Regions from separate parts of the Mus musculus genome. Here regions 2, 3, 4 and 5 are each linked to region 1. Evidence: chromatin contacts called from public ChIA-PET and HiChIP or PLAC-seq data. All regions are on one chromosome and are shown on one strand. The core of a region is the stretch at or near the end of the contact, and the rest is flanking DNA. Distances in the headings are between cores, read along the strand shown.

Evidence for each region. ChIA-PET counts read pairs in DNA pulled down with a chosen protein or histone mark. HiChIP or PLAC-seq counts read pairs in DNA pulled down with a chosen protein or histone mark.
Region 2: an H3K27ac HiChIP or PLAC-seq map of large pre-B cells shows a contact between it and region 1, with 4 times the contacts expected there. The contact joins two enhancer-like sites. A contact is called at or near these places in 2 of 484 Hi-C or Micro-C datasets (bone marrow-derived macrophages and embryonic stem cells) and 3 of 115 datasets of contacts at active chromatin or transcription factors (double positive thymocytes, large pre-B cells and memory CD8 T cells).
Region 3: a contact with region 1 is called in an RNA polymerase II ChIA-PET map of effector CD8 T cells, with 6 read pairs. The contact joins the promoter of Cog6 here to the enhancer-like site in region 1. A contact is called at or near these places in 8 of 39 promoter capture datasets (3T3-L1-derived adipocytes, the C10 cell line, the HPC-7 cell line and 5 more) and 2 of 115 datasets of contacts at active chromatin or transcription factors (effector CD8 T cells and memory CD8 T cells).
Region 4: a contact with region 1 is called in an RNA polymerase II ChIA-PET map of effector CD8 T cells, with 9 times the contacts expected there. The contact joins two enhancer-like sites. A contact is called at or near these places in 3 of 115 datasets of contacts at active chromatin or transcription factors (cardiomyocytes, effector CD8 T cells and memory CD8 T cells).
Region 5: an H3K27ac HiChIP or PLAC-seq map of T-cell acute lymphoblastic leukemia shows a contact between it and region 1, with 8 times the contacts expected there. The contact joins two enhancer-like sites. A contact is called at or near these places in 1 of 484 Hi-C or Micro-C datasets (granulosa cells), 3 of 115 datasets of contacts at active chromatin or transcription factors (T-cell acute lymphoblastic leukemia, large pre-B cells and memory CD8 T cells) and 1 of 9 other capture datasets (embryonic stem cells).

What each region holds. Positions count from the first base shown.
Region 1 is chr3:52,341,153-52,346,751 of GRCm38.p6, reverse strand. It overlaps Foxo1 (forkhead box O1), which reads right to left. Exons shown (of 3, transcript NM_019739.3): 2 at 362-1,713. The coding sequence ends at 376. Among named protein-coding and RNA genes, the nearest start is that of Foxo1, 76 kb to the right of the region's middle. Within about 2 kb of position 3,746, at least 78 of the 459 cell types and tissues checked have an H3K27ac peak or open chromatin away from gene starts, as enhancers often do. A contact at or near this core is called in 3T3-L1-derived adipocytes, effector CD8 T cells, hippocampal neurons and 1 more, where this site is marked.
Region 2 is chr3:52,921,559-52,927,142 of GRCm38.p6, reverse strand. It overlaps Gm20750 (predicted gene, 20750), which reads left to right. Exons shown (of 5, transcript NR_040555.1): 2 at 2,449-2,552. Among named protein-coding and RNA genes, the nearest start is that of Gm20750, 3.3 kb to the left of the region's middle. Within about 2 kb of position 3,037, at least 29 of the 459 cell types and tissues checked have an H3K27ac peak or open chromatin away from gene starts, as enhancers often do.
Region 3 is chr3:53,015,515-53,020,981 of GRCm38.p6, reverse strand. Cog6 (component of oligomeric golgi complex 6) reads left to right here and starts at 3,759. Exons shown (of 19, transcript NM_026225.3): 1 at 3,759-3,936; 2 at 5,370-5,467. The coding sequence starts at 3,784.
Region 4 is chr3:52,875,858-52,881,364 of GRCm38.p6, reverse strand. No RefSeq gene overlaps it. Among named protein-coding and RNA genes, the nearest start is that of Gm20750, 49 kb to the left of the region's middle. Within about 2 kb of position 2,859, at least 81 of the 459 cell types and tissues checked have an H3K27ac peak or open chromatin away from gene starts, as enhancers often do. A contact at or near this core is called in effector CD8 T cells and memory CD8 T cells, where this site is marked.
Region 5 is chr3:52,986,638-52,992,269 of GRCm38.p6, reverse strand. It overlaps Cog6 (component of oligomeric golgi complex 6), which reads left to right. Exons shown (of 19, transcript NM_026225.3): 16 at 2,204-2,311; 17 at 3,107-3,160. Among named protein-coding and RNA genes, the nearest start is that of Cog6, 28 kb to the left of the region's middle. Within about 2 kb of position 1,764, at least 41 of the 459 cell types and tissues checked have an H3K27ac peak or open chromatin away from gene starts, as enhancers often do.

The DNA.
Region 1 (5,599 bases), core at 2,497-4,996:
GAAAGTCTTAAAAGCTGCTAAAGCAATCTGCACTCTATTTTAACCCCAAAAGGCAAACTGATAAACGGAGGGAGGGAGGGAGGGGAGGACAATAACAGGTAAGCACCTGCAACCAGATGGCATTAGAAGAAAGCCTAATGCAACCCTGGGCATAGCTCTGTCAGTGTTGCCCTGGGTTAGACCCCAGCACCAAGTAAGCCAGGCCTGGTAGGGATGAGTTACATAAGACCCTGTCTTTAATTACGTTTTTATTTTTATTTTTTTTATTTTTATTTTTTTAATGTCTAACCATGGAAGGAAGACACATGGTACTGTGTCCCTTTTTCAAAAGGCCTCTTGATACTGCAGTGAATAAACTTACCTGCTCACTAACTCTTAGCCTGACACCCAGCTGTGTGTTGTAGTCTTGACACTGTGTGGGAAGCTTTGGTTGGGCAACACATTATCAAAGTTAAAATCCAAGGTATCTCCATCCATGAGGTCATTCCGAATGATGGACTCCATGTCACAGTCCAAGCGCTCAATAAACATGCCATCCAAGTCACTTGGGAGCTTCTCCTGGTGGAGGACACCCATCCTACCATAGCCATTGCAGCTGCTCACCGAGGAGTAGCTGCCCAGGGCACTCATCTGCATGGGGTGGGACAGAGGCACTTGTAAAGGTGTCTTCACGGGGGTCAAGCGGTTCATGGCAGATGTGTGAGGCATGGTGTTCACCACATGGGGCAGGGTACGGCCGTTGACCGAAGCCGTTTGCTGTGCATGTCCAGGGTGGGTGTGGGAGCTGGGGTTCATCATTTTGTTATGAGATGCCTGGCTGCCATACGCTGGCATGACCGAATTAGGGCCCATCATTACATTTTGGCCCAGGACCCGACTGTTGGGTTGGGCCACTCCGGGATCAACCGGTGACATAATGTCATTGTGGGGAGGAGAGTCAGAAGTCAACAACTCTTTCAAGAGTCCTGGGGCACAGTTATACTGGTTCAATCCTCCGTAACTTGATTTGCTGTCCTGAAGTGTCTGCATAGGCATCTGGGGCAAAGGGCTCATGCTGGATTGGCCGTATGTGTACTTTGAGTAGTTTGGACTGGGTGAATTTAGACTGGTGTTTGGCGGTGCAAACGAATAGCATGGTGTCTGCTGCATCATGCTGCCAGGCGAGGACTGGGTGGACACAGTTAAAGATGTTGGGGACGAGAGAAGGTTGAGATTATCCAGAAGGTTCTCCATGTTTTCTGGATTGCTGATTTCAGACAGACTGGGCAGCGTAGACGCCATCTTGGCAGCAGAGGGTGGATACACCAGGGAATGCACGTCCCCATCTCCCAGGTCATCCTGCTCTGTCATGATGGGAGAAAGTCTCCCACTGATGGTACTAGCATTTGAGCTGGTTCGAGGACGAAATGTACTCCAGTTATCAAAGTCATCGTTGCTGTGGGACCCAGGACTCGCAGGCCACTTAGAAAACTGAGACCCAGGGCTGTCTCCAGGACCCTCTTGCCCAGACTGGAGAGATGCTTTTTTCTTAGCAGCCCGCCCTCGGCTCTTAGCAAATTTACTGTTGTTGTCCATGGACGCAGCTCTTCTCCGGGGTGATTTTCCGCTCTTGCCTCCCTCTGGATTGAGCATCCACCAAGAACTCTTTCCAGTTCCTTCATTCTGCACTCGAATAAACTTGCTGTGAAGGGACAGATTGTGGCGAATTGAATTCTGCAAAGCAAAACAGTATGTTAGAAGTGCAGCACTCCCCCCTTGGAAAACTTACTGCTCAATGGGGATCAGAGATATACAGTGCCCATTCTGAGCAGCCTAACAGCTCGTAATTTGTGTGGAGGTCAGAAGACAGCTTTTGGAGTCTCTTTTCACCTTCCACCTTTACTTGGGTTCTGAGAATAAAACTTGTGCAGCAAAACAAGCTACCTCACTGGCTCTCAACAGCAGTAATAAACTCAGTAAGAGATCGCAAGTTGATGGAGGAAAAACAGCATCTAAAAAAAGGAATTATTTCTCTAGTTAAATAAGCTCATAGTTTATATTCTCTTTTATACATGCATATACACATATATTGATTTTCATATATTTCTTTTATACAGTTTTTGACCCTGACTCAAAAACAAAGCTCTTCTCAACATTTTTTCAGGTGAAATAAACACCATTTCTACAAAGTGACATTCTCTGTCATTGGGCCCATAGGGTAACATAAAGGGAGATGAAGCAGGATCTATTCCTACTCAGGAACAAAAACCCAAAGCAATACACAGTATCAACTTAGGATCTCAGCTGAAAAGGCAGCGGGGTTTTGAGTGAGTCTGGGGCTAGTTTGAACTATCTAACTCACTCCCAAGATAGATAGATTCCCCCGAAAGTTAGGACTTAAACTTGTTTACACCAGAGTCTTTGTATCAGGCAAATAAAAATGAATATAAAGAAAAGCTATTTTCTTGAGAAAGTTAACTTGCCACAAAATGCAATATTCAAATGTGAGAACATCTCTGCTCTAAGCAAAGCACTAACTTTAGGACACTGTAGAGAGTATGCCGTCCAGAGTGGTAACTAGAGGGGGGCCGGGCTGAAGCAAGCTCCCCTAAGTGAGGTGAGGCCCTTCTGCTCCTACTCAGTGGATGTGCTGATAGGATACTACAACAAAGCCACCGCAAATGTGTGCAAACTGCAAACCCACAGGAGAATACAAGAGGAAGGCAAGGAACCCCCAGCATGACTTCTGACGTTTGGGGGATCCTGTGGTACAAATCTGGGAATGTGAAGAACACTTAGGCTTCCTGCCCCAGCACAGTTGCTACATATTCACCTGGCAGCTCTGAAGGGGCCTAATGCCCAGTCCAGGGACAGAATTCTGGATGTCTCACAATCCTCAGAGCAGAGCTATGCAGAGCTATGCACCTGGCTTCTCAAATTTTTGGCCTTCTCTGCCAACCTAGTACAAGGCTTAGTTGCCCAAATACTCTGTGACCCCTGTTGGACCACAAAAGGCTCTAACTAGATTTGTGGTCACCCAAGGAGGCAGCCACAGTGCCCACATCCTCATGTTGTTGACGGCGACTGAAGGTGCTTAAAGTGCCAACCGTTCTACCAGATCAGAACAATATACAGGGCCAGACTTCTCTGTGACCCTGAGCACATTAGTGCCTTTTCTCAACAAGAGATGGAAAACAAAGTGAGTGTAATGGTAATCTCACTTAGTAAAAAGAGACAAAAGTCAGACACAGACCTAAGAGAGCTTAGAAACCCTTATTTCAAAATGCATTCTGCACTACATTCCACCCAAGGATTGCAACACAACAGCTATGTGTTAAGTCCTGCTGCCAGGGTGCAGAGTGAGGGCGGATCAGACATGGCCCAACAGGAGCTTTCTGGTTGGATGCCAGGCAGGTATGTGGGTATGTGGCAGTGGTAGTCTCTCCTGAGGCTTCATTCTGTTCTTTCACTTACGATCTATCTCAGCTCTAGGTGTGTTATGAGGTCGTGAACTCCAAACATCTCCCAAAAGGCTAAGGAATACATTTCTTTCACGTTGTATCTCAATTCCATGTATTCTCAAAAACATTCCTTGTCCCCACCTCCCTGTCATCCTACCCCCACCAGAGCTACAGCTCTGGCTACTGTGTCCACCAAAACCAGTGATCAAAATCCCCAATTCCTCCTTAAAAAGCAGCAGCCTGCCTGGGCAAGGCCTGGAAAGCAGCCAGCCCTGTAACTGCATTCTCCAAAGCCACCTACATGCTGGGAGTCTGGGCACCGTATCTTCCATGACAATTTGTTCTTTAAACACAATAGCCACACAGATAAGCTCTGATAGGCCTCTACAAGAGAGGGAGCTTGCTCCGGTCCTGTCACATTTAGTTAATAATACAGAGAGTATAGGAGGCGATCCTTCCAGAGATCAGCTTCCTGACTGCCTGACTAACAGGGGGGGGTACAGCTCTATAAGCCTGAGGCAGTTCTGCCAGACGCCAGGGCTGGGGTGGGGGGCGTTTTCAGCAGGACCAAAGAAGACATAATAACGAAGACTCCTAAAAAGTTTAAAAATAGTTCACTAACTTCAGGGTTAGTATCCACTAAATGCTTGGACGACTTCTGCTTATTGTTGGTTGGGTTTTTGTTTTTGGTTTTTTTTTTTTTTGGACATAGCAATCCTTAACTTATCAAAATATCGCACTACATATTTTTCTGAGGACATTTCAGGTCACTCTGTGTAACAGAGCTGTATACTAACTTTGCCAACAATTACCCACCCACCCCCACAACAGGAAAACGTTTGCTGTGCAGAGCTTGTTACATAAATTCCTGTTTTTCATGCAGCCAGTGGGACACTAAAGAGGAGCAGGCTTGAGGTGCTATGTCCACAATACTCTGCTGGGAGCTGCCTGCAACTGATGGAGCTCTGGGATTTTATACTCTCAGCATTCTCTCCCAGCAAGCATTCTGTGAGGAAACAGACAACCAGTGCTACACACTTATTCAAAGCCTGTGTCTGTACGATACCACTAGAGAAGGGCCAAGGCAACCATCTCTCTGTACCAACCACACTGCCCTCCCTGCTGGCTTTCTGGGCTCAGGGGAGCCGCAGACACATTCCTGATGCTTCTGGATGGCTGAACACTGCAAGCACATGCTAAGGGAGCCTGACACAAGCCAGTTCTGCCAGAAAGGTAGACACAAACCTGGTGTACCCCGATGCTCAACCTGTTCTGCTCCTGAGCACTCTGCTCTATGCCCCTATAGACCAGACTCCAAGTTCCTTAAACACAAGATTAAACTTAAGTTTCTAACCTCAAAGCCTCTAACAGGTGTTCTACACACATGAGCTCAATAAAACTTTGTTGACTGACACCCCAAAAACATTACAGGGAAGATGTGAGGTTTTAGGCATCTCTTAGGCATCTACCATTCATGTTCCACATTAGGACAGCTCATGGTACAGACAGCAGAAAAGGAAATAGGAAGGAAGGAGGACCCAGGCTACCCTCCAGAGGTTCTGTGAAAGGAAGGGAATAGTAAGAGTCATTTGACAAACCAACAGATGACCCCCACAGAGCTTTCTAGGAGCCGTCAACTTCCTCAGCTTCTATGTCAAGGACAGTTCAACATACTCAACAAGGCAGCATGTGTAAAAATGCCCGTCTCCATCAATAGGAATGAAGTTAGTTAATAACACTACTAGGACACCAGCATCTTTAGAATAATAATGTTTTGTACATGTATATAAGATATACATATAAGATAACCAGATTCCAGTGTTCCAACTAGTATAAAGCATTCATGTTATTTATGGGAAATAGCAACTCGTGTCAAGGAAGGGTCTGATGGTTTCTCAACACACACATTGCCTAAATTTACACACTACAGTCAGTTTTCTAGTCCTGGCTGGCCAAAACAGATCTGCTTTAATGACCATAGCTGGGTCTCTCCACTGGGTCGGTTTTGAATGAGATCTACTGTACTGTCCTAGGGTGGGAAATGTCAGGCACATAGAGACACAGGACAGGGTTATTTTGTTCTTTGTTCTTCCAACCAAGATGTTTTTATCCTCCCAGTCAAAAGCAATTATCAGGCAATCACTGAAGTGCAGAATCTA
Region 2 (5,584 bases), core at 1,788-4,287, 580 kb before region 1:
ATCCATCCCAACATTCACTGTGCATTGGTATCTGGGATTATATTATTATGTTTCATTTACATAATGCCTGCTATCTGAGACAGTCTTACGGATTAGGGGCTTTTGTTACGTGACGTTTTATAGTTGAGCCTCAAACACAGACACTGCTCACGGAAAAGGAAAAAGTACACTTGAAAACGTCTCGCAGGCGTGTGATTCTGTGGACAGATCTAGTTTTTAATATGGAAGACAAGATGTAGAATCAAGTAGCCAATACCCATATTTTAAGCAGCTGCCCCCAGAGCAGAAAGAAAAGAAAAGAAAACCTGAAAAATGCCCCACAGTCAGGGGTTGGAAGACTCTGTAAGACATCCTCTAGCTTCTCAGCCACGCCTGCCATCCTCCGGGCCCCCAGGGACCACTGCCAGTCTTGTTTTGTTGCTTTGTTCTTCGCTGCTCACATGAAGCTGGCTCTCAGCCTCCACAGATGATCCTTTGAGGGTGGGTCCAAGTTCTGTGGGGACTGACACTTAGAAATTAGGGACTTCCTTTTAAAGAAAATAGATTTTTCAAGGCCTCTCAATTTTTTTCACATTTTCCATAAGCCTAGATATAGATCACAATACGAAAACCTTCACTGGAGTTCTGGAAGGAATTTGCAAAACACCAGTAATGTCAATTACACCATTTTCTTGTTTTTAGCAGTCAGCGTTTTGTTTGTTTGTTTGTTTGGTTTTAGATTTATTTATTTATTTCATGTATGTGGGTACACTGTTGCTGTCTTCAGACACACCAGAAGAGGGTATCGGATCCCATTACAGATGGTTGTGAGCCACCATGTGGTTGCTAGTAATTGAACTCAGGACCTCTGGTAGAGCAGTCAGTGCTCTTAACTGCTGAGCCAGCTCTCTAGCACTAGTGGTCAGTGGTTACAACTCACTTTTAATCATGTTGGAGGTATGAAGGCAGCTCCAGTCTGTGTGTGACCTCAGGGCAGATAGAGAGGCAGTAAAGCCTTGGCTTCATCTATCCCATGCTATGGGGATAAGAATCCAAATCCCAAAAACATATGAGTGGGTAAATGTTTAAAGTTTGCTTACAAAACAATATGCACTCAGCTGTGGAACAGACCCCTGTAGATGAGTGCGATTACAATCGTAATAGAAAGTAGTTTCTCTCTCTCTCTCTCTCTCTCTCTCTCTCTCTCTCTCTCTCTCTCCCTCCCTCCCTCCCCCCACCCTCCCCCTCTCTCCCTTCCTTCCTTCCTTCCTTCCTTCCTTCCTTGCTTTCTTTCAGATTTATTTATCTATTATACACTGTAGCTGTCTTCAGATGATCAAAGTCTCCGTCTCTGGAAAGGGTAAAAGGTTCCACTTCGGTCCCTCCGGTCCACTCTTCCTTCCCCTTCTCCTCCCTCCTGCTTCTTCACTCCCCTAGTCACTCTTTTTTACTTTTCTTTTTTCAGACTTCCTTCCCCCAAGTCCCCCAATTCAGCTTTCTTCCCATTTTTCCTGCTTTCTACCACTTTCTTTTCATTTTCCTTCTGACATATATTAAAATTTCCAAAATATCCCAGTGATAGTGTTGACCACAGAAGACAGATCCATTATATCTGTAAATCCCATTCTTACAATAGTTACAACTTTTATTATTTATTTTTATTTTATATGTATGTTTGTCTATATGTCTGTGTGCAGTACCCAGAAAGACCAGAAGAGGGAGCCGGTGCCCTGGGACTAGACAGCTCAGATGCTTCGGAGCTGCTATGTGGATGCTGGAAACCTATCCCGGATCAGCAAATGGCTGAGCATCTGTCCAAGTCCTGTTGTTTTAACAATTTGTAAAGACTACTAGGCAAATTTGTATTTATTGTGACTTCATAAAAGGACTCCATGGCCAAGGAATGACTCAAGAAGAAACAGTATAACTGAAAATCAGGTAGTAGCTAAAGTCCCAAGGCACAGACACTAAGTGTGGACATGCTGAATAATACCCAGACTCCCACACCAGGCCGCGGTTACTAAAGCACACAGAGGAGGTACAAACTCTGTTTTCAATTTTCTTCTGGAAAGTTACCGTGTTTTGGTTTTTCTCAAACTGGGTATACAAATAGGCTCTCCAGCTTTGAGACTTTTTTTTCCCTCCCATTAAAAGTCATCTTCCCATCATGGAAACTTAGAAACGTTGTTTTGCTACAAAATTTTAAACCTGAAATACTTCAAGTCTCAGGAAACTGCCTAATAGGCACCCAGAGAGTCCTGTCAATCAAACCCAGCAGATTTGTTGTATTGTCTCTGGTCTCTAATCCTGTTAAAAGAGTTGAATGGTTTATATAAATAGTTAGGGCCCTGCTGTAGACTCCCTTGCTGTTTTTCCTCCTTACTGCAGAATTCAAGGCCTTGTTGAATTCATTTTGTGGCTTCATGGTTGTTTTCTGTGGTTGCAATTATTGTACCCTTCTTTCACTAGAAACAAATGGATAAGATGTCCGACTACTGGCCTGTTTCAGATGCAAATGTGAAGAGTATCCCAGGTTACAGAGCGAATGCTCAGAAAAGAGATTCACGACAAAGGTAATTAATCAACCACGGTTACACTCCAAAAAGATTTCCTACATACAAAGTTTCTAGTTCTTTAATATGTGGTGGAAGATGGGGGGATGGGTTTCACCGGTCTGATTCTTCTAATTCTGACACAATTTCTCTCTCTCTCTCTCTCTCTCTCTCTCTCTCTCTCTCTCTCTCTCTCTCTCTCTGCAATATTATTCATGGGCAGCAGTGGTGTGTGTGTGTGTGTAGGGGGTGGTGCTGTATGCACCAGGGTGCTTTTGGAGACTACAACTTTCAGGAACCTGTAGGTCCTGAGGGTTGATCCTGAATTGTCAGGCTTGGATGCAGGTGGCTTTACCAGCTGAGTCATCTTGCTGGCCCCATGATGTTTTTGTTAAATCACAGAATCAATGGGAACTGGGAATGAGAGCTCTGGCTCCCCAGATGTGGCTACTTGTAGAACCCAGCAGCCCCAGGTCTCTTGTAAGCATTGGAAGCTGTGAAAGAAAGACTTTCTTTATTCTGAGAGGGAACAGAAACTAATGCTAAAGAACAGAAGACAAAATGGGGAACTTCGCTGTTGAAGACGGAAATAATATCTACTTATTACTTCAATAAGATTATATACTGCATATATCACCCAAACAGAAAGAGAAACTAAAAGCTATAAATACATATTGATGCAGTTTTAGACTCTTGAGTATTAGTGGTCTTTCAGTTTTTAACAAATGTCCTAGTGGCCATGGGCTTTAGAACGGTGAATTAAAATAAGATAAAAGTGTGATCTCAAAATTGAGATGACATCACCCATGAATAAATTTCCTAGTTATTTCACCTTTGCTGCCTTGTTTCCTAGCGTGGGTAGCCTTTAAGATGCTACTCTAGGATGCGTCAGCATGCATCTGGCAGGTGGTTGCAAGCATGACCCACCTGGGAAGAGGGAACCTCAACACGGAATTGCCCCCATCAGATTGGCCTATGGACTGTCTGAGCGGGTGTGGTTTGTGATTTCTCATTAATGTAGGAGGGTCTAGACCACTGTGGGTTGTCCCGTGCAGTATAAAACACACGGGACGCAAGCCACCATGCAGAGCTCCTCCATGCTGCCTCGCTTCCTCTCCCGGGTTCCTTTCTTGAGTTCCCTCCCTGGTTTCCCTTGACGATGGGATAACTATGGGCCAAATAAACCCCTTGATCCCCCAAGTTGTTTTTGGTGAGTTTCATCCCAGCAATGGTAAAACTAACTAGGACAACACGTACACTGTGAGTGCATAGTTACTTTTTTTTTTTAAGATTTTTTAAATTTTTATTTATTTTATGTATATGAGTACACCATTGCTCTCTTCAAACACACAAGAAGAGGACATCAGACCCCATTGCAGATGTTTGTGAGCCACCATGTGGTTGCTGGGAATTGAACTCAGGACCTCTAGAAGAGCAGTCAGTGCTCTCAAGTGCTGAGCCATCTCTCCAGCCCCAGAGTTACTTTCTTTCTTTATTATTTATTGATTTTGCTAGGACTCTGCCAGGAAGAGTTTGTTTGAAACATAGTAACTCAAGATCTGATTGAAGAATTTTATTCTCCCTAATAGGATACCAAGTTATACTGGTAACGATTTGCCTCTTAAGAATTATAGTCTGTGACTCATTTTTTTAAATCTAGAACGGGGCCGAAAGTCAGATTATGTGCATCTAGCATAGATCTGCTTCTGAGCTTCATAGCTGAAATAAGGTAGACCAGGTTAAAGTTGAGAATTGTTTTAAAGACACACGCACAGGCAATGTTCTCAGAAACTCCCACTCAGACTTGCCCTTTAACAGGTTGTTATACATGACAACAAGGAGCACTACCGGGCTTTGTATGTATTGGTTGCCCAAAGGACAGAGGTATAAAGTGAGCTGTTACCGTAACAACAGTTAATAGGTCAGAGTCTCACGCGTACACTTGGCTTTGCCTCTGTTGATTTATTACACCAATCCCATTTCTTGGATATTGCCATTCACATTCTACTGACGAGAAAGTTGAGGATTGGAGAGATTAAGCAATTTTCCCAGGAGCAACCAGCTAGTGAAAAGTCTGAACTCGAATCGACTCCCGTTTCCTGAGTTCAGAGCTTGTACATCAAACCATCACATGTTTTGGGGCTATTGGCTATGGAAGCACTCTCTTGAGTGCTTCATTTCTGTGAGACAAAATATGCTGACAAAGTAATTTAGTGTGTGGGGGGGGAGCGTTTGTTTTAGCTAACAATTCCAGGAATACTTAATGTTCAGAAATGCAAATACCTTTTATTGAGGTTGTTACAATGAGAGGCATTTTTATTTGAACACTTACTCAAGTTGAAACATCACAAACGCAGCGTTAGATCATTGAGGGAAAGGGACCCCCAAGTCAGTTACAAGATGGGACTGTAATACAAGCGTTTTAAAATTAAAACATTAGTATTTGAGGATTTGTGATTAAGAGTCTGTTTAGAGCATCCCCCCAAACAATGGACAGGTAGGCATTAAAAGCTTCACTTTAGGCAATGGGTTTTTATCTTCTCTTCTTCATTGCTCCACTGTTAGACCAATGTTTACATTGTAGATAGATTTGCTTAGGAATTTAATCAGTTGATACACCTAAAACACTTGATCAGGACTCTCCATAGACTTAGCGTCCAGTGCTATCTCTTAATATTACTACTGTAAGCAACGATGACAGAAAGACCTCTCATATTCTTCTTTCCAGTTTTAAGCCCCCAAGCCTTAACTTAGAATATATCTTTACTTCCAGTTAGGATATTAGGTCTAAAACACTTAATCTCATGTTTCTATTAGGAGGGTGTGATTGTGTCAGCGAGGAGACTCATAATTTAAGAACAGTTTCAGTGAGAAAGTTAATTGACTGCCTTCTGGCTAGTGGAACTTGTCTCGAATTCTTACACTTTGGAATGAGTTAACTCCACTCTTAGAGCCCCAGACCCCAGCTGCATTACTTAGGAAAGGATCTGATGGAGATCAAGGCTAAGAGATAGTGAGGGACATCTGGGTTCTTTCCAGCTTCTGGCTATTAT
Region 3 (5,467 bases), core at 2,510-5,009, 670 kb before region 1:
TCCCTCTGAGTTGCAATCAATCTCCACTGACTGCTGAAGTTAATTGGTTCTCACCCTTCTACTTCCCGGTGCTAGTGCTGTGACTAATATCTTTACTACCTAGTTGGATTTTGCACCTTTCTTATATGGATTACTTTCTTACCTGTGTCACAAACCACAAATTTATGGTTATTACATTGACTAGAAATAACTCTCCTGAGTTGTATGATGTCAGGTTGGGTCTGTAAATCATGGAGTCTTGATCAATAGATGGGCACGTGGCCAAAGTGAGCTTGTGTCCAGACTTTGAATGTTGTGCAAAAGCAGAAAAATGGCCAGTAGTCCTAAAATCTGTCCAGTGGTTCATCCCCAAGACCCCACACTGCTGGTTAATTTCCATCCAGGTCTTCATCATTCCTGCAGTTCTATGACCTGCCTTCTTATTTCCCCAATAAGTCATCCTGGGGATCAGCACACACACACACACACACACACACACACACACACACACACACACACACACACATTTTTGAGTCCTCTGAGAGGCCACACTACACCAACTCTGAGTATCCATTATCCTTTTTCCTAGTTACCCGTTGGGGCCCGTGCACAAAGTAAAATAGTGTTAAAAGTATGGATTCAGCAGCAGGTAGGTCCTTACACCTGTCATTCACTATTGAGCACCCAATTTACAAAGGGCAAACAAAGCAGAGTCTCTGAAGATTCACATACATGAGGAGGACTGGCTGCATAGTCTTCTTTAGGGAAGGAGACATATTTTGTTTTTTTAGTTATCCTTTAGGGTGCTAGTTTTCTGCTACTCACCAATTACTGAACACTTTCTACCTCACTATAGTTTCATATACAACTTTCTTCTTACATTAAAAAAAATTCTTGAGGATGGAGAAATGGCTCAGAGGTTAAGAGCATTGGCTTCTCTTCCAGAGGTCCTGAGGTCAATTCCCAGCCACCACATGGTGGCTCACAGCCATCTATAACAAAATCGGGTGCCTTCTTCTTGTGTGCAGGCATAGATGCATGTAGAATACTGTATACTAAATAAATAAATCTTAAAAAAATCTTTACCATGAAAGAAGTATTAGACCTATGGAATTCATTAGTCTTATTATGTATTTCAATTTGAAGAGGGAACTGCCCTATAATGTAGAAGCTACCAACAACCTGCTAGCAACAGCCAAGAAATGGCACCTCATTAGTCTAGGGCCCATGCTGTTCTTAGCTAGAGTTCATATTGATTCATTACCTCATATAGTCAGAATATATAAACTAGAAACAAAGCAAGCTTGTGTGTGTGTGTGTAGAATTGGACTTCCCATCATATTGTTCTTGGTCTGCAAAAATATATCATCCTCGTAACACCAATACTGGACCTTAAACCAGTGGTGACATCTTGGTGTTTGCAATTGACAGAAATGAGGTCTTGCATTGAAAGATATTAGGACATTAAGATAGAGCATCAGCAGGGACTCATTGAACTAGAGGCTGAGAACTCCTCATGATGCTGAGTGACCAAACCAAGAGAGACTCGGGTGGCTGTATGACAGATCCTAAGGAGGAACTGGAGTCACCTGTGGAGTATGGGAGCAAGGATGGGACCTAGAGAATCACCAGACCATTTCCTAGAACTGCCATGCTCTGGGGCAAAATGAAAACCACAGAAACCTCATACAGGCAGAACCACCCAAAGGCTCTGATTCTTTTTGTGTGACTGTGTAAGTCACCTCACCAGATATCAAACCTTGGTCAGCTAACAGTCTGGAAAAGACAGAAATCTTGCATTCCAGCAACAGCTTAGTGACAGTTGTGGGAATAAGACCTATAGTGTTTACCCATTTTATTCTGCTTTCTTTTTTAAAGAACAGCTTCTATAGGATTGGTTATTGATCGTTACTTTACTGCTATTGAGGCAAAAGTTGGTGCACAGCAAAATCTTGACTTGACTGGAGTACAAATACAGAGTGGAGTAAGGCCCCCGCCCATGCAAATACTGAACAAAAATGTCAGAATTTTATTTATTTATTTATTTATTTATTTATTTATTTATTTACATATCATGAGGAACTTAGGAGTTATACATTTTTATTGCTATAGACTTTGCATGGGGGAATTAATCAATTATTTTAAAGAAGTGGTAGCAAGAAAGTTGTTATTTGAAGAGAATATAAAAGGCATATAGAAGTTGATAAGGTTTACAAGGTCTGACATCCTTGGAAGAGTGGTGCTGTGGTCTGAATGCTTGTGTTTCCCTAAAATGCAAACACAGAATTCCTGGTCTCTGCTGTTTGGAGGCTGAACCTTGAGCTATGACTAGATGAAGAGGGCGAGTTAGTTATGATCTTATAAGACAGCTCTCAGAGAGCCAGCTCATCCCTCCAATCTATCAGATGAGGTTAGTAGCACAAACATGTCCATCCATGAACACAGAAAGGGACCCCAGCAGAACCCAGGGCCATTGGTGCCTTGACTCTGGACCTCTCATCCTCCAGAACAATCAGAAATAAATTTCTATTGTTTGTAAGCTACCAAGTATAGAGCATTTTGCTGTAGTAGCTGAAAAGGATTAAAGAAGATTGCAGGAATTAGTATATAGAGATTTGAAATTTTGGGTGCCTGTGCCCAGTAACATGTTATGGCGAGAGAGTTGCTACCACAGAGCAACTGCCAATAAATAAGACTAGCTCGATAATGTGAATCTGAACTTGCAGGTGTAATAAAAAAGATCAGTTAACACTATCACAGTATGGCCATTATTGATAATTGTCACCGTGTTTTGTAAATCAAAAAGTGATATCGCAGGCTGAAGAGATGGCTCTGTGGTTAAGAGCACAGCTGCTCTTGTGTAAGACCTAGGTTCAGTTCTTAGGACCCCGGATTGGAACCATCATAACCCCAGCTCTAGGGGGACATGACGCCCTTTCTGGCCTCCACTGGGACTGCATGTATACAGTGCACATCCATGCATGCATGCATACACACATACACACATGCATACAGGAGAAACACTTTCTTGCCCACTGCTTTCCAGCTACACTGCCTTTGGTCAGTTTGTGAGAATGCAAAGTTCCTTGTTTCTGGGCCTTTACATGTAGGCTTTCTCCTATTTGGAGATTTCTCACAGCTCTAGGTCTCTTTTAAATCTGAAATTAAAGGCCAGGTCCTTCCAAGCCTTCTTGAGTAACCACTTTGGCCTGCATTTCATTTCTTTCCTCTGTCTCTTCATTGCCTTCTGTTTACTGTCTTGTTTATTATTTATGTCAGTGCACACCAGCAGCCCTGGCAAATACTCTAGCTTCGATTGATGCTTTTCAGAATGATGAATTCAGATAAACGAAATTTAATTGCAATCAGTTCTGTTGATCATGCATGCATGCCAGCTACTGGTTTCGGCATATTTTACATATACTTTACATTATTACTTTACATATTTTACATTATTACTTTGGCTTTTTTTTTCAAGATTCAGATTCCTGAAGTCTCTTTTACAACCTCCAACCTCTTTTTTTTGTTGTTGTTGTTGTTGGGTTTTTTTTGTTTGTTTGTTTTTTTTTTTTTTTTTTTTTTAGTTTTTCGAGACAGGGGTTTCTCTGTATAGCCCTGGCTGTCCTGGAACTCACTTTGTAGACAACCTCCAATCTCTTCTGAGCGTGTCCTCGCCTCCCAGGATTTTAAAGTAAACCGGGCAGGTAGAGCGTCTCGGATCGCGGTGCGCATGCGCGGCCAGGTGTGCGCATGCGCGAGTGAGTGCACAAGCGCAGTGCTTCCGTTACGCCGGGTCTGTCAGCGATGGCTGACGCCAGCGGGGAGGTGGCTGCGGTCCCCGCCTCCGGGGCCGCCAATGGCTTCAGTAATGGGGCAGGTGCGACCCCCGCGCAGCCCAACAATCCGCTGTCGCGTAAGCTGCACAAGATCCTGGAGACACGGCTAGAAAATGACAAGGTAACCGGAGGGGGCGGGGCGGACCCCTGGTCTCGGGCAGAAGCTGCTGCTGTCCTAGGCGTAGGGAAGCGCTTTTTGGGGTAGCTGTGCCCTGCCCTTGCGCTCTTGCTGTGTCCTTTACTTGAACTCCTTCCCGCACGCCCTCCCCTTAACCGTCTAGAGCAGTACTTCGCGGCTCTTATCAGAGCTGGCTGTCTCCCCTGCAGCTTTGAGTAGCCAGGTATAGCCGTGCCTACGTGGCACAAAAGAATACAGTAAGGTGGGAGCCGTAAAGACGTGGGTAAAGATAGAAGTAAGTAAAAATAAGCTGTCAACAAGAATTTGACTCCTGTGTGTCAAAAACAGAACATTAACATGCTGAGTTATAAATAAAGCCCTGGGCTAGATAGGGTTGTGACATGCTACCAAAAGCCATACTGAGTAGGACAGCTTGGGATGACAAGCCCAGTGTTAGCATCAAGAAGAAACTACAAAGCGCTTCTCAAAGCGGACCTTAGGTCCACAAAACAGCGAGAAAAAACAAAACAAAACAAAAACGTCATGGTCGCTGATTTGAGAAATTTGCTGCGGGTCTGATGAATAAAACTTTCTGAATCCCTGTGAACCACAGTACTTCAAACCCTGCTGCAAGGACTGGTCAACATAGTAGACCCGTTTCTCCAGCACTCCCAACTGCCAGGCACACAAGCCACTCTTTGCAATTTGAGTGAATCGAGCTATAAAGTTTTGCCTGCATTTATCTGACTTTGGCTCTCACTTCTTCAAGCATCTTGACAACTTTGTGCAGGAAAAAACACGTTCACAAACAACTGGAAGCTCCCTAAGAGTTCACAGAATCCAGAACTCATTGGCAAAAATGTGTCCATTGTAAAGGTTTCTGTTTTAATTAATAAAGGTGTTTGAGCTATTGATTTATAATTGGCATACTAAAATCAGTTTCTTTTGCACCAAACCAGTATAAATGTACATATTTTTATCTCATGATACTTGGTGCTATAACTTTCTACACTTTGACAATTCACTTACAGTCTCTCAGAACATATACTACATAAAGAATTGCCTTCTCAGAAATGGAGGAGGAATGGAGGGAGGGGAGAGGGGCTGTGAGGAGAGTAGGGGAGGGGAAACTGGTCAGGATGTAAAATAAAGTTAAATGAAAAACGGGAATTACCTTCTTGTAAAAATTAACAAATATATTAAAGTTCAAAGCAATTCTGTTGTGTACTACCTTTACATATATAACTATATGTAAGTAGACTGTGAATTGTGTCCTGGAAGTAAGTTTACTGCTTATTAATTAAGTCAGATATTACTTTTTGAGTCATTTAGTGGAAATAAGTCAATTGAAAATAATTTTATTGAGTTTTGGCTGGATATCAGGAAACCACTGAAAAGTCAGCCCCAATGATGTCCCTCTGTTGTCACTTCGGCAGGAGATGTTGGAAGCTCTCAAGGCCCTTTCAGCCTTTTTTGTTGAAAATAGTTTGCGGACTCGAAGAAATTTACGTGGTGATATTGAACGCAGAAGCTT
Region 4 (5,507 bases), core at 1,610-4,109, 540 kb before region 1:
GCAGGAACCAGTTATGCAATGTGGAGCCAAGGGTGAGGTTGTGTGGCTCTCTTAACCTCCCTCTCGAAACCTCTAGACACAACAAGTCTTGCTCCAAGATGCCTGGAGCCTAGAGGCAGAAAAACTAGGGCAGGAGTGCATTCTGCCATGGGTAACGGATGCATAAACCTGAGGCCCTTAGGACCAAAGAAGCCAACTTTCTTATACAGACTAAGGTACGAAGAAGCTGGGTGCTGTGCCCGTGGGTGACAGAAAGAAATCAGGAGGAGGCAGAACCCTGACACCCAGGCACTCTACTGTCTTTTGTGGAAATCCTGAGTGCTGAAAATGTATCCTGAGATATCCACTACTGTATCATTGTTAATTGTTTGAACTTGAAAAATATACTCTGGCTGTATAAGTTGCAAGTTATACTTGGGTAATAAGCACTGAAATATCTAGAGGTTAAAAAAAAAAAACTAAGTAACTGTCTTCAATAGATAGCTAGAGAATGGATAGATGGAAAGAAAGAAAGAAAGAAAGAGAGAGAGAGAGAGAGAGAGAGAGAGAGAGACAACGGGGAGGGGAGGGAGGAAGGAAGGAAGGAAAGAAGGAAGGAAGGAAGGAAGGAAAAGAAGAGAGAAAGAAAGAAAGAAAGAAAGAAAGAAAGAAAGAAAGAAAGAAAGAAAGAAAGAAAGAAAGAGAGAAAAGATGGATGGATAGATAGATAGATAGATAGATAGATAGATAGATAGATAGACAGACAGACAGGTTAGAAAGATAGGCAGGTGGACAGACAGGCAGATCACAAGTAAGAAAGCATATGAATAAGGGGTTGCAGGTGTGTTTGCACTAATTTTATTTAGAGTTATCTAAGTTTAAAAATATTTCCCATTTAAAAGTATTTTATTTTATTTATTAATCATTCCATTCACTTACATCTCACACAATATCCCACTTCCACAAGGTCCTCGCCCCACAACCTCCCTCTCCTCCCTTCCCTTTGCCTCTATGAGGGTGCTCCCCCACCCATGTACCCTCTCCACCCCTCCAGCATCCCCCTACACTGGGGCATCAAACTCCACAGGCCTCCCCTCCCATTGATGTAAATTAGTAATGAATAAATAAAATTCCCAGGATCACAAGAGAGGCAAGTTCCTCTAGGTCTCTGCCCTGAGCGGGGCATGTTTATCATGGAAAAACTTGTAGCCCCTCTTGGAAGAGGCAGACTCAAGAGACACGACTTTCTAAAAACCCATTTGATGAGGGGGGCTTATTGAAATGTTTTTAAAAATTACCCGAAGGAGTCTGTTCTTTTCTGTTCATATCCACGACTGAGCATGTTTCCAGAGTCAGCTATAATTCAGGGAGAAATGAGTGACTTGTCAAAATAGCCTAGCGCATGCTCAGTATGCTCAGTGGAGGGGAGCAGACAGACAGCACCTGCTGCTGAGACACAGAGCTGTTGGCTTGTCCCTGCCAGATTTAAAGTTCACCCTGCTTTGTAATTAGAGAAAGCAAGGCTCGGACCATTTCTACATCATACAGCTAAGCAGAAGTCTTCACGACTCTCCACTCTGGCCCCTTGCCATCTACAGTCAGAGCAGAGCCTCCTTCAGCCATCGGCGATCCTGCGCACACTGATGGCTTCATACCGTGAACCACTCCGATATTCATGCCCCTGCTGTATATGAGTTATTAATAAAATGATGCCATTAAGCTGAAGTGTACTTTAATTTTTCATTAAATAGAAACAAGGACCCAAAGAAGTTTGCTCTGATTTCCCTTCCCATTCAGGTTAAGAATCTATGTTAGTTTTTTTTTTTTTTTTTTTTTTCTCTGTGACAAACGTGGTACCAAATGGGAAATCATGAACATTTACTCCACCTCCTGAGGTCCCAATGATGAATGGAGGCACAATTCCACTAAGGTTTGCTTATAGGAGCCAATGAGCTTCATGGGCTTCCAGACAGAGAGTAGGTGAGGGTTTCCTTATAGGGCTGTGGGTGCTTCTCTGCCCAAGGGGAAACGTGAGGAAAGCTCTCACCCTGTAAGGAAGAGAGCTCCCCATGACTCATAGATGGAGACCATTGTCCATTGTCGTCTCCAGTCTGACTGCTTTAGCTTCTCCCTGAGACCAAAGTTTCATACAGCAGATGGTACTAGGTGGTAATACCTAGTGACCCTCCCTACCCATCCATGATGATGTCTAAACAGCTAACAAACCCAGCTGGGATACCCTAGCTCCCCAAGATGGTGGCTGCTTGGCTTCGAAGACAGTCCCACACAACAGGCAGGTACCCAGAAGGCAACCTAATTTAATGTTGTCCCATGAGAACGCTAACACCGGAAACTTCAAGAAAAAGAAAAATCACAGCGCTGGTTAAATGCTGAACCAGGACTCAGGAGCCAGATAACCGGTCATCAGCTCCATCGTTCTTCCTACAAAACAAACTGCGCTTGGTGAAGGTGTTTTAATTGTTTCATACTAATACGTTTAAAGAGCTAAGGCAGCTTTAAAGAATAAGTAGGCTACAAAGGGCCTTTTTAAAAGGTTGCACACGGTGTCACTTCTAATATAAGCATAAAAGTTTAACAATTAAGTGCATTTCTTCCCAGAGGAGAGGCAAGGAAGGGTAACCATGCCCATTCTGTAGTCTGTTGCAATTCCCCAATCAAAACCACAAAGCCATGTAACGGAACTAGAAAGAACTCCAGAGCCCTGAGTGGCTGCCAAACATGAAAATGGGTTTAGAGAACAAGAGCTGGAGGTGGGGGAGGTGACTCAGAGACCCAGTACCCTTCCTCAGTTGCAGGCCAGTTCAGCCCTTCATCAGATAAGAACGTTTTTACGCACAATGGGCCAATTTACCTCACACAGGAAAGCCTGTAGCTGGGTTCAGCCCACCACTTCCTGTGGGAGTCAGCAAAACAGCCTCAACCCTTCCATGCCTTTGACCAAAATACATCCAAGACCTCAGAGGAGGCCTCTCTGCTCATCCTGCTTATTTAGTGGGAGGAGACCACAGTCAGCCTCCTGGCAGTCATGAGGATGGGAATGTCCAATCTTCAGGTGTGCTTTTACTGTGTGCCCACACAGGAGATTATATGTGTGCATATACCCGTGTGCACCTGTGTAGGAAGACTTAAACATTTGGAGGGCGGGGTGGGGTGGGGTGGGGTGGAGAGAACTCACTGCTTTATTCATACAAGTTAATTCTTCGCAGTTACAATATTTCCTGCAGTTTAAACAGCAGCCCACAAACACTGTAGCCGATCCCCACACCCGCTGGAGCTCATCCCCCTCCTCCCTCCCTGTGGTTATCCTGGTCTCTTCTGGACTCTGCATTCTGGGATGCAGGGAAACACACTTCTTTCTAATATATTTTCCTAGGGAGAGAAAGGTGTAGGGCGGATGCTTATCAAAACTCGCTGTCTGGATTTCGTTCTAAGGCAAAGTCAAATGGCAAAGAAGGACAGATGATACAATGTCATTCGGCTTACTTGGAAGCAGCGTCCAAACAACCTAAGGCTATGATTATCTCCAGACTTGAACCCTCTCTTCCTTTCCCTGTTTCCCTCACATCCTAAACATTCCAGCATTGTTAGAAGATCTCAAAGTTTCTCTCCTAGGGGACCACTATCCCAAACTATGATGGCTAGTGTGGATTATTAGGTTGACCCAGTCTCAGAAAACCCTGGAAGAGAATAACAGTGAAGGAGTATCTAGATTTGGTTAGACTGTGGTTGTGTCTATAGATTATCTTGATTATGCTAATTGGTGTGGGAAGACTTTCACCGTGGGCGGCTCCATTCCCTAGGAAGGCTATTTTGAACTGTGTGAGAAGAGCTACCTGAGCACCAGCAAGCACGAAAGTGTGCTATGACCAGCTGCCTCAAGTACCTCTTACCTTGACCTCCTTGGCAATGGACCATAACCTGGAATTGTGAGTCAAATAGGTATTTTCTCCTTTAAGTCGATTTTTCTCAAGGTATTCTATCACAGCAACAGGAAATGAAACTGAGACACAGGCCATTAAGAAATTCTTTCATGCCATTGCCCTTTGTGTTGTCTGTACAGGTCTGCGATATGAATAGGAAAGCTGCTGTCTCCTCTCATTCAAATCCTGTATCCCAAAGCATTCTGGCATGGCTCATCACTAAATCTGTTCAGAGGGCTCCCTTGCCCCACTTAGCCCAGCACCACTGATGTGAGAACCATAGTTCTAGATGCAAAGTTTATTTGGTCAACTGAGAGCCCCCAGAGTTTTGTTCTTACAAAAAGGAAGTTCACCCCCATGGGTGATTCTAGGCCAAGTCTAAGATTATACAGAGGGATAAAGGATAAATTGTTCTAAGAATTGAGTCCTAGTGTTGAAACAGCATGCCTGTTACCCACAGTGTTGGAAAGGAAAAAAATATCTAGATCTATGGCTGCAGCTTTGTGTATAACAAAGGCAGATTAACAAGAGAAAAGCAAATACAAGTTTTATGTGACACCAGGACCATTATAAAGAAATTAAGAGCCAAAGAAACAGCTACATGTTTGCTTTTATGCTTAGCGTGGTAAAGAGTCTAAAATCTTGAAGAAATACAATTGAACAAAGGGAGTGTATGATCCAATGATAAAAAAATGGGGAATTTTAGCAACCCTGGTTTGTTTGATTTCCTACCCTTGCCTTGTGTCTTCTGAGATAAGAGCCCCTTGTTCAGAAGGAAGGGTCTGCGATCTATTTCAGGGAAGGTCAGAAAAATCCTTCCTAGGTTTTATGATCAGCTTGGGGAAGAAGGGTGGAGGGAAGGAAGGTCAGAATGACCTTCCTGCTTCTGCTGTTTTCTCAAATTCTTTCAGCTTGAAGTATTTTGGGATTGCATGTCCTGGGCCCCATCAAAAATTAGTTCAGAACCTAAAAGGCTTGAAACTTATTTTGAAACCCACGTTCTCTCAAGGTTGCAGTTCTGATAGAACCAAGCTTGAGGCCTTGGGCTGGAGGGTCAAGCTGGTCTGGCTTCTCTCTCAATGAACTCAGCTCTTTGGGTTTATTATTATTACTATATTTCTTGCTGAGCAGAGGAATTATTTATCTTTATAAGCAAAACTAGAGAAGGCCCAGAATACTGAGGGCATCATAAACTATATGGCAGACTCCCTGGGAGAGTGATATCCAAAAGAGAGAGACAGATAAAGCTAACCATTCAAGAAATTAAAGGAACCTAAAGATATTCTTCAAAAATATCAAAAATCAAGGACCCTGAAGATATACTTGCTTGACATTTTAAAACCCATATATCCATGCAACACTTTTCAATAAAGCTTTTATGCATCCTTATAGCCCAGGCTAATTTTGAATAATTTCTTTTCTTATAGTTACGGTCATGAAATTGCAGCCTTGGGCACTTATTGTGTGTCCTCACAAGGTCTAAACACCCATCTCCAATAACCACTGTGAATTCCTATCATAATCCTGCAGATAAAGAAATATTATCCTGGAGTGATTATGTAGCCAGTTAGTTCCAGCCCTAGATAA
Region 5 (5,632 bases), core at 515-3,014, 650 kb before region 1:
GTGCAGCGTTCAAGGGAACAAGGCTGAAGCAAAGACCCCGAATGTTCTATTATAAAAAGCACGAACACTTTAGTAGTGAATATAGTAAGTTTGATTTGTTGCTTTGTGTTTTTCTGAGAAGTAGCTTTTATATATGTAAATTTTCTAATTTCTAACTCTTTTAAAAATACTTGAGGAGGATCAATAATAATAACATCTTAATAATGTTGGAGTTTGCTGTACAAAGGCACAGTTGTGAACTAGTGTCTCCCATTCACCTATTTGTACACTCATTTCCTTTGGAATGTACATTGGCAGCTCTAAATTCTGGTGTGTGACACTTAAGGTTTTGGAGAGGATCCAGTTTTTAATACCTTTTAGCTTAGCACACAAATAATGGGCTTCAGGATAGCATCTGCATGAGTGCATGTGTGCTTGTCCACTGCCCTCTCCTCTGTTCCTCCTGTCCCCAGCCCATGCCCTCTCCTGCTGCCTGCTGCTTCACTCTCAGCCCCTCATGCTTATCTGTGTCTTCTATTCCTCACGACCTCGTCCTCCTGTCCCCACCCCATGCCCTCTCCTGCTGCTTCACCCTCAGCCCCTCATGCTTATCTGTGTCTTCTATTCCTCACGACCTCGTCCTCCTGCCTCATGGTCACTTTGGCCTTCTTGACCTACACTATAGTCTGAGGCAGGAGATGGCCTTCTGAAGAGTCTCTCCTCTTTTCAGTGCTGATAACTGAGCCATGTAAGGGAGAATGATTAATTTCCATACTTCATAAGTATGTTTTGCATATTTGTTTCTAAGTCAACCCCAATTCTCTGCCACTTGTCTCAGATCTATTTCCTTAAAATGTTCATTATTTTGCATTACCAGCAGTTACATGCTTGTCTGCAGTTCTGTACATTTTCTGCATGGCACAAAGTTCCGTATCTGTTAGATGGAGTTTGTTAGTTTGTCCAGAGTCTCTATGCTCCCCACCACGTATGATGTGTGCGCTGGACTCTGCACACACACTTCTAGAGACATACAGGGGTAAAGCTAGACTGAGGTTCATGGGATCCTCCAGCTACAGTTTGTGTTGTTGGGTTGAGGCTCCAGATCCCACCATCACCTCACTCCTCTCCAGCTGTCATCTAGCTTTCCCCAGCACTGCTGCTAAGATCAGGCAAGTCTGAGCCTCCTGGAATAACAGGCTCTGTCCACCTAGAAGCCTGTAAGGATTTTTCTTTGGGTTCAGTTACTTCTCCACAACATATTAGGTATTTCTTTTTTCCGATTATTCCCATCATAAACATTTGAGAGCCATTTCCGTTCAAAGATTCAAACTTTTCACTCTGTCTGACTGTCTGTCTGTCTATCTGTCATCTCTCTGTGTGTTACTCTCTTACACTCTGCAGATCCTATCTTTGTTTCATTTTATATCATGGGTCTCTTCTCCAGTTTACTGTGCGACTCTTTGTCTCATTTCTTTGATATTTTCTGTCTCTTTCTTTTTCAGTTCACTGACTTGGCTGTCAGCACTGTCTTCTTTTTCACTTTCATTAAACGCTTACATTTGAACGAACTATTTTTTTTAGGTTTCAGTAAATCCAGGAAGTAAGGACCCTTAGTTATGCTTCCTTGGGTATTTACATGAAAAAGAAGAACGTGGGAGGCTTCTTGGTGGGAGGAAGGCTGGTGCTGGAGTGGCTTGAACTAGGCAGGCTTTGACATAGCGCAGAGACGGGAGTTGGTGGTGCTCTGTGTAGTTGACAGATTGTAAAATTGGGGACGCTTCGTGGTGTGTAAGGGAAGGGGGAGGCTGGCAAGTGGGAAGAGCAGCTTCCTTTTATTGGGGCGCTTTCCTGCAGGTGCCTCATTTCTCAGCTGCAGCGCCGATTCTCACCAAGGTTCTTCGGAGATTGGGCTGTCCAGGGAAGGGAGGGAGGCAGGCTCAGGATGTAGCCTTCAAGGCCTCGTTCTCCCTGAGTAATTTATTTCACATGGTTGTGACGACTTCCGAGTTCTGCTTTTGAAACAGCTGAGAGAACAGGCACCCATATTTCCTAGCTAGTGGCCAGCCCTGGAACTGTTGGTTAGTTGTAACTAAGGGAAGCAGCAGCTGTCTCGGACAGACGGAGGCTGCCTGTCAGGTCCATGATGGCCGCCCGCCGGCCCAGTGTGCTCTGCTCTTACTGATAGTTCTCTTCTAAGTGCTTCTTCTGCTGTGCTTTATTGTAGATTGAAGCCCATCTGGACACTCTTATCAATGAGCAAGCCTCTTATGTTTTAACTAGAGTTGGCTTGAGCTACATCTACAACACTATACAGCAACATAGACCTGATCAGGTGCGTACCACTTGGCCTGGCAAAGGGGCAGCTGGGGTGGCTTCTAGAGATGACTCTAGAGTTTAATCGTGGCCCTGCTACGGATTAGCTGTCTTCTGTGTTCATGTCCTGCGCTGAGACAGGCTAAGTACAGTGACTGTCAGGGCTAGGAGAACGCCTGAGAATGAGAATAATTATTGGTGAAAAGTAATGAGAATATTTAGGAATTAGTGTCACAAGATGCGAAGACAGAGAAACTGGTGTTACAAAGTGTATGCAATGTTCATACTGATGGATTTTTAAAGTCCCATTTTATTTTCAACCAAATGAATGTATGGATTGCTAGACAAGTAATATAATCCTCCATCTAACTTAGCAGATCAGTAAAGAAAAATGTTCTGAACTGAAATAATCTTACAGAACAGAACCCCAGTACTAATAGGTCCTGGGGTGATGGGAAACCCTAATACAAAGTACCATCCTGCCTTAAAAATTAAGCAAAGAATTAGCAGCTTTTGTTCTCTAATTTTTCTGAAATGGATTGACAGTGCAACTTCGCTGTTCTCTGCTCGCTTGGAGGGCAGCAGCCTCCACACCTGGCCGCAGCCTCCAAGTGCTTGTCACTTTCCTTTCCTTGCTCCGAGTACATCTCAAGGGTGGTGGTGTTTCCGTTGTTGATAACTTGCGCCTTTGCTCCTCAGTCACCGCCCTACTCTTACTGTAGTTACGAGAAGCCGCTTTTCTTTGGAAACAACTATGTGATTTTTCTGAACTTGGGCAATCTTCTAATGAACCATTTTTATAACTTTCTTCTAGGGTTCTTTAGCCAATATGCCCAACCTGGATGCTGTGGCGCTGAAGGCTGCAATGGTAAGTGCGTAACAAGACATTTCAAGTGGGATTTCCTTAGGCAGGGCTGCCCATGGCTTACTGTGTGGTGAGAATGTCCTAGGTAACAGCTTTGCTCTCTTGACGTTCAGTTGGAGCCCAGTCACAGCTCCTGAGTGTGTGCTCCTTTTATGAGTTCTCCCAGGATTTATCGTGTACTGGAATCTTCTATCAGGCCTCAGTCACGTCACCAGCACAGTTTAGAATTTCTTTATTTTCCGAGTTTGGTTCCTATTGTGGCAGAGAAGCAGGCGTGGCGACAGATGTGAAGCACAGACTTTGTACTGCCGGCTCCTGCTCTAAACCTGTGCTTTTCCCTGAGGTGATAAGTAGGATTTCAGTGTGTGTGTTATTCCTCTGCAAGAGACTCATGGAACCTTCAGGTTATGGTTTTCAAGTGAACAGCTCCAGTTGGAGCAGCAGTAGGATGCTTGCCTGGCATGCATGCAGTTCTGTGTTCCATCCCTAGCACTACCCAGCATGCACACACACACATTCACATGCACACTCAGACACAGTTACACACGTGAATACACACATACACAAACTCACAAATGCATACACTCATGTACATTCACACAGGTATACACATACTCAGGCGCGTTCACACTGATAAACATATCCACACTCATGCATACACTCCGGCACTTACTAAACATATCCACACTCATGCATACACTCCGGCACTTACTAAACATATCCACACTCATGCATACACTCCTGCACTTACTAAACATATCCACACTCATGCATACACTCCTACACTTACTAAACATATCCACACTCATGCATACACTCCTGCACTTACTAAACATATCCACACTCATGCATACACTCCTGCACTTACACATACACTGATAGTCTCAGGTAAGTACAAATAAACAATCATACACATCAATATACACTAATGCACACTCAAATTCATACATTCAGTCAGTGACACACCTATACATTCATGCACGCTTCCAAACACACGCACCCATCCGTATACTAACACACACATGCACAGTCTCTAGCACACACACAGGAGTTTATTTCTTCCTTTTAGGATGAGCACCACTTTGGGCAGCATGCTTTTCTGACGTAAGCTTGCTCTAGGCATATGCCATAGATGTGCGTGTATGTTCTGGGCATGACTTGTAAGTCATGTAGCCCTTCACTCATTAGTGAAATTCTGCATTTCACAGCGCACAGTTGCTATAACTCCTTAGTTCCATTCACCCAGAAAGTCAGCTTCCAGAGTCTGGAGGCTCGCCTGCTGCAGTTGCCATCTGTCCTGAGAACAGTTCTGATACCAGAGACCCTCTATGTTTCTCTCTCAGCTTCTTTTCCTGATAGAATACTCAGACAGAATCAAGTTAATGAAGAAAGGGTTTGTTTTAGCTCACAGTTAAAAGTTTCTGCCTACTTTGAAACAGCTGGCCAGATGCAGTCTATAGTCAGAAGAGAGCAGTGAGTATACATATTCGTCCCCACCCTATGAAATGGCATTGCCCTGATTCAGTGTGGGTCTTCTCACAGTTAACCCAGGTAAGATTCCTAGCAGGCATGCCCACAGCCCAGCCTAACTTACATAGTCCTCACTGAGACTCCTGCCCAGGGAACTCAAGGCCCTGCCAAGCAGGCAATTGACATTAACCATCACAGCCATATTCCAGGACTGAACGTAACTAAAAGGCTTATGCTAACGACTCTGCAGAAGAGACAGGAGGACTGGCAGTGCTGCTGTTGGAGAGCCTGTAGTTGAGAGCCCTAAGTGAAATGCATAGGGTACATTATATCATGGTAAAAACAAAACAAAAACAAAAAACAAACAAACAAAAAAAACTCCACAAAGAAAAAACAATCATCGTATATATTAAAGTAAAAACTGTACTAGAAACTGGAATTTCAGAGAAAAAAAATCATGTTTAAAAATTCTGATGACAACGAGTAGATTTAGGATTCACTTAAAAAGACCTAACTAACTTTCTTGGAAAGATATTTATAAGGTTCAGGGATGGTGCAGTCAGTAACGTGCTTGCCACCCAAGTCTGAGAGCCTGAACTCAGTCCCTAGCACCCACTTAAAACGCCAGATGTGGTGGCGCACACCTGTAATCCCAAGTGCTGGCAAGAGGAGGGAAACCTCAGGGAGCCGTGGGGTTCACTGGCCAGCCTCGTCCACTTGCCAAGGTCTAGGCTACTAGAGACTCTGTCTTGGCGCGTGGGGGGGGGGGGGGAGGTGAATGGTACCTGGAGAATAGCACCCAAAGTTGTCCTCTGTCCTCTGTACACACACACGCACACATATACACACACATACACACACACATACACACACATATACACAGGCCTCCACAAACGTGTTCACACAGAAACATGCACACATAAAATGAAAGTTGTATGTTACACTCTCTCTTCACTCTATTCTGCCAACCTTTTCAAACCCTGGTGCATGCGTGTTTAATATAGG